Linked DNA regions of Mus musculus: regions 2 and 3 are each linked to region 1. Evidence: chromatin contacts called from public HiChIP or PLAC-seq and promoter capture Hi-C data. All regions are on one chromosome and are shown on one strand. Each heading gives the region's core, a stretch centred on a gene start, on an enhancer-like site or on the middle of the called end of the contact. The rest is flanking DNA. Distances are from core to core; before and after follow the strand shown. Region 1 holds the start of Mapkapk2 (MAP kinase-activated protein kinase 2). Region 2 overlaps Rassf5 (Ras association (RalGDS/AF-6) domain family member 5). Region 3 holds the start of Il10 (interleukin 10).

Evidence for each region. HiChIP or PLAC-seq counts read pairs in DNA pulled down with a chosen protein or histone mark. Capture Hi-C pulls out chosen DNA fragments and counts their contacts.
Region 2: a contact with region 1 is called in an H3K4me3 HiChIP or PLAC-seq map of the SCID.adh cell line, with 21 read pairs. The contact joins the enhancer-like site here to the promoter of Mapkapk2 in region 1. A contact is called at or near these places in 5 of 39 promoter capture datasets (the HPC-7 cell line, embryonic stem cells, liver and 1 more), 4 of 484 Hi-C or Micro-C datasets (CD4 T cells, CD8 T cells, natural killer cells and 1 more), 14 of 115 datasets of contacts at active chromatin or transcription factors (the 230-238 cell line, CD8 T cells, the HPC-7 cell line and 6 more) and 4 of 9 other capture datasets (adipose tissue, liver, macrophages and 1 more).
Region 3: a contact with region 1 is called in a promoter capture Hi-C map of adipose tissue. The contact joins the promoter of Il10 here to the promoter of Mapkapk2 in region 1. A contact is called at or near these places in 1 of 39 promoter capture datasets (macrophages), 1 of 15 datasets of contacts at CTCF or cohesin (CD8 T cells), 2 of 484 Hi-C or Micro-C datasets (natural killer cells and nephron progenitors), 7 of 115 datasets of contacts at active chromatin or transcription factors (CD8 T cells, the SCID.adh cell line, bone marrow-derived macrophages and 3 more) and 2 of 9 other capture datasets (adipose tissue and pancreatic islet).

What each region holds. Positions count from the first base shown.
Region 1 is chr1:131,096,513-131,099,130 of GRCm38.p6, forward strand. Mapkapk2 (MAP kinase-activated protein kinase 2) reads right to left here and starts at 1,331. Exons shown (of 10, transcript NM_008551.2): 1 at 777-1,331. The coding sequence starts at 1,013.
Region 2 is chr1:131,203,381-131,205,998 of GRCm38.p6, forward strand. All of the region lies in intron 2 of Rassf5 (Ras association (RalGDS/AF-6) domain family member 5), which reads right to left. Among named protein-coding and RNA genes, the nearest start is that of Gm28913, 40 kb to the right of the region's middle. Within about 2 kb of position 1,286, at least 41 of the 459 cell types and tissues checked have an H3K27ac peak or open chromatin away from gene starts, as enhancers often do. A contact at or near this core is called in CD8 T cells, the SCID.adh cell line, double positive thymocytes and 1 more, where this site is marked.
Region 3 is chr1:131,018,530-131,021,147 of GRCm38.p6, forward strand. Il10 (interleukin 10) reads left to right here and starts at 1,316. Exons shown (of 5, transcript NM_010548.2): 1 at 1,316-1,547; 2 at 2,435-2,494. The coding sequence starts at 1,383.

The DNA of each region.
Region 1 (2,618 bases), core at 81-2,580:
AAGTGACCTTTAGAGATATGGTGTAACCTGAAACCCTTGAGAGAAGAAAACTTTGCAGTGACCCTGAATGACAGCCTTCCCTGCTTCACTTGGACCTTTTGAAATCCCCATTCTCCACTACCACCGACAGAAGCAGAGACGGGTAGACCCACAGAGATTAAGAGTGGGTTTCCCAAATGCAGGAATAGTATTTCCTGCCTTTGAGTCTCCGGCTACCAGGGACCAGTGTACCAGCACTAGGCCAAGCCTGGCTTACAGACAAGGTTTCCTACGGTGGAGGGAGCAATGGAAACAGCCCGGCGCAAGCCTAAGGGGCAGCGCAGGCCAGGCGCTGGCGGTTCCAGACGATCGCGGGGCACGGAGGCGGGGTCCCCAGTCTCCAGTGCCGCGCCGCTCCGCGCCGACGCGCCCCACCGCTGCGCGCCGACCTCGCGAGGCCGAGGAGAGCGAAGTCACATTCCGGCTCCCAAATAAGGAGTAGGGTTAAGGAAACCTCAGAGAGCGAACTTCTCCAAACCGACCGACCAACCAGCTCAATGAGTAAAGGGCCTTTTGTGCCCGCAGAAAGGAAGGAGGGAGGGAGGACGAGGCCACCGTGTCCTCGGCGCCGGGTAAAGCGAGCAGAGGCCGTCCGGGTCCCAAGAGTGGCCACCAGGCTGGATCCCACTCACACCCCAACATGGCAGTCCCCGTGAGTCCTCTCGGGTGCCGGCCACTCGCGGGGTGACCGGAAGCTGCACCGGATCTCAGCGCGATCCCGGGCGGCCCAGACTTACCTTTAGGGCGAATTTTTGCTGGGTTCTCTTGTCGAAGATCCGCAGCACCTTCCCGTTGATGCCCAGGCCAAGCACTTGGCTGGTGACCTTGTAGTCGTCGGTGATGGCGTTCTTTCGGATCTGCAGGCCCGACTTGACGTGGAACTGGGGGAACGGCGGCGGCGGCTGGGCCGGGGCTGGCGGTGGAGGGCTGGGGAAAGGCGCCGGCGGAGTCTGGCCCGGAGAGCCCGACAGCATGGTGCCCGGCGACTCGCGCGCAGAGGCAGGGGCCGCGGCCGCCCCCTCCTCCGGCTCGGGCCCGGGTCCCCGCCACGCCCCGCCCGGCGGCGAAGTTTGCTCCGGGCTGGAGCCGGCTGCCCCGCCCCGGCCCGGCTCCAGGCTCGGCTGGTCGCGGGGCCCCGTGGGTCCCGCTGTGCGCCGCGGGCGCCCACCAGCCCTGCTCCCTCCCCCCGGAGACGTGCGCTCCGGGGAACGCGGGACGGCAGGGCCCGGCCGGAGGAATCGCCGCGCCGAGAAGTACCAGCCCGGGGGCGGCGGCCGCGTCACAGGCTGCTCGGCGTCCTGGGCTAGTCCTTAAAGGGGAGGATCGAGGGTGGGGCTTGACTGGGAGGCGTGGACATGGGGGAGGGGTGGGCCTTAAAGGGGAGGAAGTCCAGTGGCGGGAGAGCTTAGGGACTGCGAGCAAGCGGGCTTGTGGAGGGCATCGAGACATCCTAGTTCTTAACCCGGGCCGGGCAGAGGGGAAAGGGAGGAGGGCAAAAGAAAAGCTGCTGGATAGTTCAAACAAAACCCTCACTCCTCCAGCTGCTTGGATCTAGAAGACAGGTCATCGGAGAATTGGAGGAGATGTATTTTGAAAGAAACGGATAATTGATAAGAATCTTTCTACGTGGACTCTGTGGGTGGGGGGTGAGGGGTACCCGAGCAGAGCGAGAATCCGGGGGCCAGGACTGGGGGAATAAGAGAGACTATTCATCCTAGGATCAGGTGTCAGGCAATAGTAACAATTTCCTTAACATACTTGTGAGTTTTACTTTTTTTTTCTCTCATGGACTTACTGGTTTTCACTGAGAAGAATGTACTACTGTGATACCACGAACAATTTAATTATTATGAATTCGAACATATTTTTATATAAACCCAAAATGACCCAAGATGGAATGGGGCACTCTAGCCACCTGTTATCCCGGCTATATGCAGGAGACTGAAGCAGGAGGATAACAAGTCACAGGGCCAGCCTGAACAACAAAGACAGACTCTGTCTTAAAATACCCACAAACTTCATGTCTCTCTGGGAGGTACACTTATACATTTGTGTTCTTAATTCATTGCGATTATAGAGCAAGGGGAAGGGCTGGGAAATGGTTCTAGAGTTGGGGAAATGGTCCCTGCGGCCATAGCCAATAAGTAGTCCTGAAGCAACCTAGTTCTAGTACAAATCTCTGGGCCTAACTGGCCTGTAGCACTGCTGAGATCCACAAGGGTTTGACTGTTACAGCAGTTAAGAAATGAGACAAAGGAACAAGATAGATACAAAGCTCTGGTTTACTTACTAATACAGACAAATTAAAGATGAGACCTGACCCATGGTCACACAAAGTCTTTAATATGTCCCAACAAAACTCTGGAGACGAGACAGTGCCCTGAGAAAAGGGCGTTGGAGACATAGCCCAGGATGGCAAGACTCATTTGCTGTTCCCTGTTTAGATTTCCGGAAGATACTTGTTCCAAGGAAGACAGAGATGAACAGGTGGAGGACTGTAGGCCCCCTCTTGAGATCCAACTCACTATGGATCAAGGAGACAAGCGCTTTTTCAGTGCTCAATACTTCTCGCTCATCCC
Region 2 (2,618 bases), core at 36-2,535, 110 kb after region 1:
GGCCCAAAGTGTGCCGTGCAGAGCCCTACCTGCACCACGCAGGTTGTGAAACCCTTGGTGAACGGTGAGTGGCCCACTCCCCTGACTCAGGGCCAGGCAATGAAAGACATGATGCTAGGCTGTCCTCCTGGTTCACACGTCATCCTAATAGGAGATCACAGCCCTTGTCATATTCATCCTGGGGTTCAGCATGTTCCAGAAAAGCAGTGACACTGGGGGGCAAGGACTAGTGTGTTTGCCTGCATATGTCTGCACACCACCTATGTGCCTGGTGCCCCTGGAGTCCAGGTGTTGGAGTCTTTGGGACTGAAGTTACAGATGGTTGCTGGCTGCCACTGGACAGTCAGGAACCTAACCCAGTACTTCTGGAGGAGCCAGTGCTTTTAACCTCTGAGCCACCTCTCCTAACTCAGCCCCAGTGTCTGAGCGAGGGTTTCTATTGCTGTGAACAGACAGGCACCATGACCAAGGCAACTCTTATAAAGGACAGCATTTAATTGGGGCTGGCTGACAGGTCCAGAGATTCAGCCCATTACCATCAAGGCAGCAGCCACAACCAAGTTCCCTCCTTACAGCTGTGCTAAATTTGACTTGCATTCCCAGAAGCCATCCTTCCTTCTCGTGTTCTCTCTGTTTGTCAAAATCTTCTTCTGGGGGTCAGGGAGACAGCTCAGTCAATAAAGGGCTTGTCACACAAGCACGGAGACCTACGTTCAACCTCCAACACCAATATAACAAGCCTGGCATGATGCCACGCACCTATGTTCCTGAACCAGGGAGAAGGAAACAGGAGGGTCCTCTGGGCCTGTTGGCCAGCCAGGCCAGCTGAGTCACTGAGTGTTAGGGTTAATGTCATGAGTGGCCAAGGAAGGTATCTGATGCCCTTCCCAGGCCTCTCGTGCACATGCACACGCATACATGAGCATTCTATGTATACTCCCCTGCACATACCACCCCAACACACAGAAATAAGGTAAATAGCATTCTTGAGGAATGGGCATTGAGGCTGTTCTCTGGCTACCACATGCATACATACATAGATGTATGTGTTCAACACACACACACACACACACACACACACACACACCCCTTCCTCTGTCCTCTGCTTCCTGTCCCCCAGTGATGACCACACGTCCCACACCTTCCTCAGAAGCATCCTTTCCCAGATGTCTTATTTAGGTTCAATCTTAAGACCGCTATCTCCCGTCCCTGGGGTGGCATTTCTGAGCATGACATGGGGCCATGTAAAGCAGACTACTCAGTTTTTCCACAGACGATTTCCTGTCTTACAAGATAAGCATCTGTATACCATTTAGGTTAGACTCACTCGAGATTCACTTTCTCGGAGACACTAGCCCACACCATGCTTCTCTTGCTTGACTGCCAGGCTAAGAGCTCCGACAGAGTCTGGATGCATATAGACTGTGAGTTCGGTTGGATTAACTCAGCCACCCACACCAAAAAGCTGAAGCCCTGAAGAGCTCATGATCAGGCTGGGGTCAGGTCTAGAATCTGTGCCCTTGTTGTCCTTTCATGAAACTAGAGAACAGGAGCGTTTCTGTTCAGCAACTTTCTCCCTCAGGTCCCCCATCCAGTGTGCGGCTAATCTTGTAGAATCTGGGGTGGGGTGGCCTTCTACTGTGAGATTTTAGCCCTCATGGTACTACCCACAGAAAGGAAGGTCCTGCTGCCATGCACCTCGGGGCTTCGGGAATGACCATCTTGGAAGCCCACTGCTCACAGGCTGTGGGGAGCACAAAGAAATGTCTCAGGGACTCCCAAGCTTTTCGGGGGACAGAATTGGAATTCCATCCCTTTTTAGAGGCAGGCTCTCAGGTACTATACTGTTTTGAAGGTATCTGGCTCTGGCACGGCAAGAATGAGTTCTCCCTATGCCGGGCAAAGTGGCCTTGGGAGGCTCCTGTGTGGAAGGTCCTGGGTGCAGGAGAATTGTTAGGTCAGGTAGAACTGCTGGCTCTGAAATGGTAGGGAATTGACAGACGCCACGGCACAGGGTATGCCAAGTGTAGCCAGAGTCAGGTAGAGAGAGTTGGCTCTCCTGTGGCACATGTGGACGGGCTGGCACCTGTCTGGCCACTTCTGGAATTCACTGGGAGAAAGACGAACCATTCCTTCTCTAGGAAACGAGTCAGGACAGAAACATAGGCTAAATTGTAATCATGAGAACCAAGAAAGCAAACGCTGAAGAGACCGGGTGGGAATCTGATGCAGTCTGTTCCCTCGCTTCCCAAGTCTGCCAGGAGAGACTGGGCTGGATCTCTGCCTTTTCCACATTCATGCGAATGTTCACAAGCTAGAGGTGGCAGATCACCTCCACTTTATGGTGGACAGAGGATGGTGGTAGTAACTGCCCCAAGGAAACAGAGAAAACAGCAACAACAACAACAACACCACCTCCAAAAAGACCAAAGAGGTAAGCTGTAGAACAAATGCAGAGAGCCAAACAATAATATATGTAAGTGGACTCCTCCAGAGGAAAGCAGTCAGAGGGTGGAAAAACCTGAAGAAATGCCTATAAATTTCCCAATTTTGAGGGCAACATAAATCCACACAGCCAACAAAGCGAATGAACCCCAAGCAAAAGAAACATCCACCAG
Region 3 (2,618 bases), core at 66-2,565, 78 kb before region 1:
CCTGGAACTGACCGGAGCAGCAGTTCTTGAGTCAATTCCATTCCAACTTCTAGAAGATTCTTTTCCCGTCGAAGAGTGTCAGGAGGAGAGGCCAGACCCCCTTGATCCTGATCTGCCAGCCACTGCATCAGATAAGACGAGATAACCCCGAGTTCCTGTTCTACCAGCCCTGGTGTGGTAACCCTCTCCAATGGGGCAGGCTTGGAACCCTGTGCCAACGAAGATCCTCCCCCGTACTGATGCAGGAAGGACAGCCCGGGAGTGTACCCTCTACATGGGTCTACTTTTATTTAAGCAAACATTCCCTGGTCAACAGGACGTGTAGCATTGCCCCCCCCCCTTGGGTCACACAGAAAACAGGTACCAGGAGGACAAGTAGTTGCTTGCCCAGGGTACAGAATGAAAGGCAATAGGGGACTCTAGGCGAATGTTCTTCCCACCCAAACTGAGGTAGTAGGAGAAGTCCCTACTGAAGGGAAGGTCCAGACATAATCAAAGGACTACCAGAGATCTCCCAGGTATCTGTAGAAGTACTAACATCTCCATCCTTCAACAGCTACAGGTTACACGTCTCCAAGGCTGGGACATTGTAAAACAGGGCCATGGTAAGGTCTACCCGACAGCACAGAGCAAGCCTCCCAGAAGTCTGAGTTCCTTCTCCTAACTTCTCATGCTGGGATCTGAGCTTCTTCGTGAAACACGGGGCAGAGGAGGCACCAGAACTCTCCTCTGACCAACTGCCCCACAGCACACATATCCTCAAAGGATAGTCTTGAATACGTGATGGAAGAATTAAAGAGAGTGAGGTCTGAAGAAAATCAGCCCTCTCGGGGTTTCCTTTGGGTAACTGAGTGCTAAGGTGACTTCCGAGTCAGCAAGAAATATCGGACGTTCAACCCAGGTTGAGTGGAGGAAACAATTATTTCTCAATCCTAATATGTTCTGGAATAGCCCATTTATCCACGTCATTATGACCTGGGAGTGCGTGAATGGAATCCACAGATGAGGGCCTCTGTACATAGAACAGCTGTCTGCCTCAGGAAATACAACTTTTAGTATTGAGAAGCTAAAAAGAAAAAAAAATTAAAAGAGAGGTAGCCCATACTAAAAATAGCTGTAATGCAGAAGTTCATTCCGACCAGTTCTTTAGCGCTTACAATGCAAAAAAAAGGGAAAGGAAAAAAAAAAAGAAAGAAATTAAACTCAAAAATTGCATGGTTTAGAAGAGGGAGGAGGAGCCTGAATAACAAAAACCTTTGCCAGGAAGGCCCCACTGAGCCTTCAGTATAAAAGGGGGACCAAGAACAGGAGGTCTACATTTAGAGACTTGCTCTTGCACTACCAAAGCCACAAGGCAGCCTTGCAGAAAAGAGAGCTCCATCATGCCTGGCTCAGCACTGCTATGCTGCCTGCTCTTACTGACTGGCATGAGGATCAGCAGGGGCCAGTACAGCCGGGAAGACAATAACTGCACCCACTTCCCAGTCGGCCAGAGCCACATGCTCCTAGAGCTGCGGACTGCCTTCAGCCAGGTGAAGACTTTCTTTGTAAGTATGAGCTCGCCTAGCCTTTCTTCCTGCCATCACCTGAAATATGCATTCTGATGGAACTGCAAAAATAGCTCTCCTTCTCCTCCTCCTTCTCCTCCTTCTCTTTCTCCTCCTCTGCTTTCTCCTCCTTCTCTTCCTCCTCCTTCTCTTCTTCCTCCTCTCCCTCTTCCTCCTCCAGCTCTTACCTCATGCTGCTCCTCCCCTATTTCCAGCACCTATTACCCTTAAACTTAAATCTAGAGAGTCCTAGGGAAAGCCATGAGTTAAACTAAACCCAGGCACATCCGAAAAGCTAACTAGGAGGTGAATGCATTGTCTCTCCCATGCTCAAGAACTTTCTGTTAAGTTTCCAATAAGGCTCCATGTTTTGCTGGCTAGGACAAAAGTCTGTGGTCTCTGCGTAGTCTCTAGATCTGGGGGACAGAGGTTTGGGGGTTTGAAGCAGCACCAGCATAGAGAGCTTGCATTACAAAAGTATTCCCCTTTCAGAGCTCCTGGAACTGGTATGGAGGTCCAAAGAAGGCAGAGAGCTATGCAAAACAGGCTTTCTATAAGGGACTCCAGAAAGGAAGGGTTGACACAGGTGCTCTTGAAACCTGATCTGACTCATCTGAAAGAAGACCGGGCCTGGGTCTAACTTCTCCCAGTCAGTTAAATTCAGTCAGAAGTTTTTAAAAACAACTGGATCCCAAGAGGAAGGACTTTGATTTAACTCCGGGCTCTAGCACTGTCAAATCCTGTTCTTAAAACTCTCCTTTCCACAGTTGCCAGGGCATTTGAATTGATTACAAATTCAAAACTCTACAAATGGAAAAGTATTCAAATGACATGCACATTGGGTATTTTCCCCAGTCCTTGCATTCACGTTCTTTATGTTCTTCCAGCAAACAAAGGACCAGCTGGACAACATACTGCTAACCGACTCCTTAATGCAGGACTTTAAGGTAAGAGTCCGGTGGGTGCTGGGGAGCGACCAAGCGATTAGGGACGGGACGGGAGGTGCTGCTTGTGACAGCAGAGCTGGGTCTGATGCCTTGACTTTCAAAAAGAGAAGTGAGAAGACCTTGA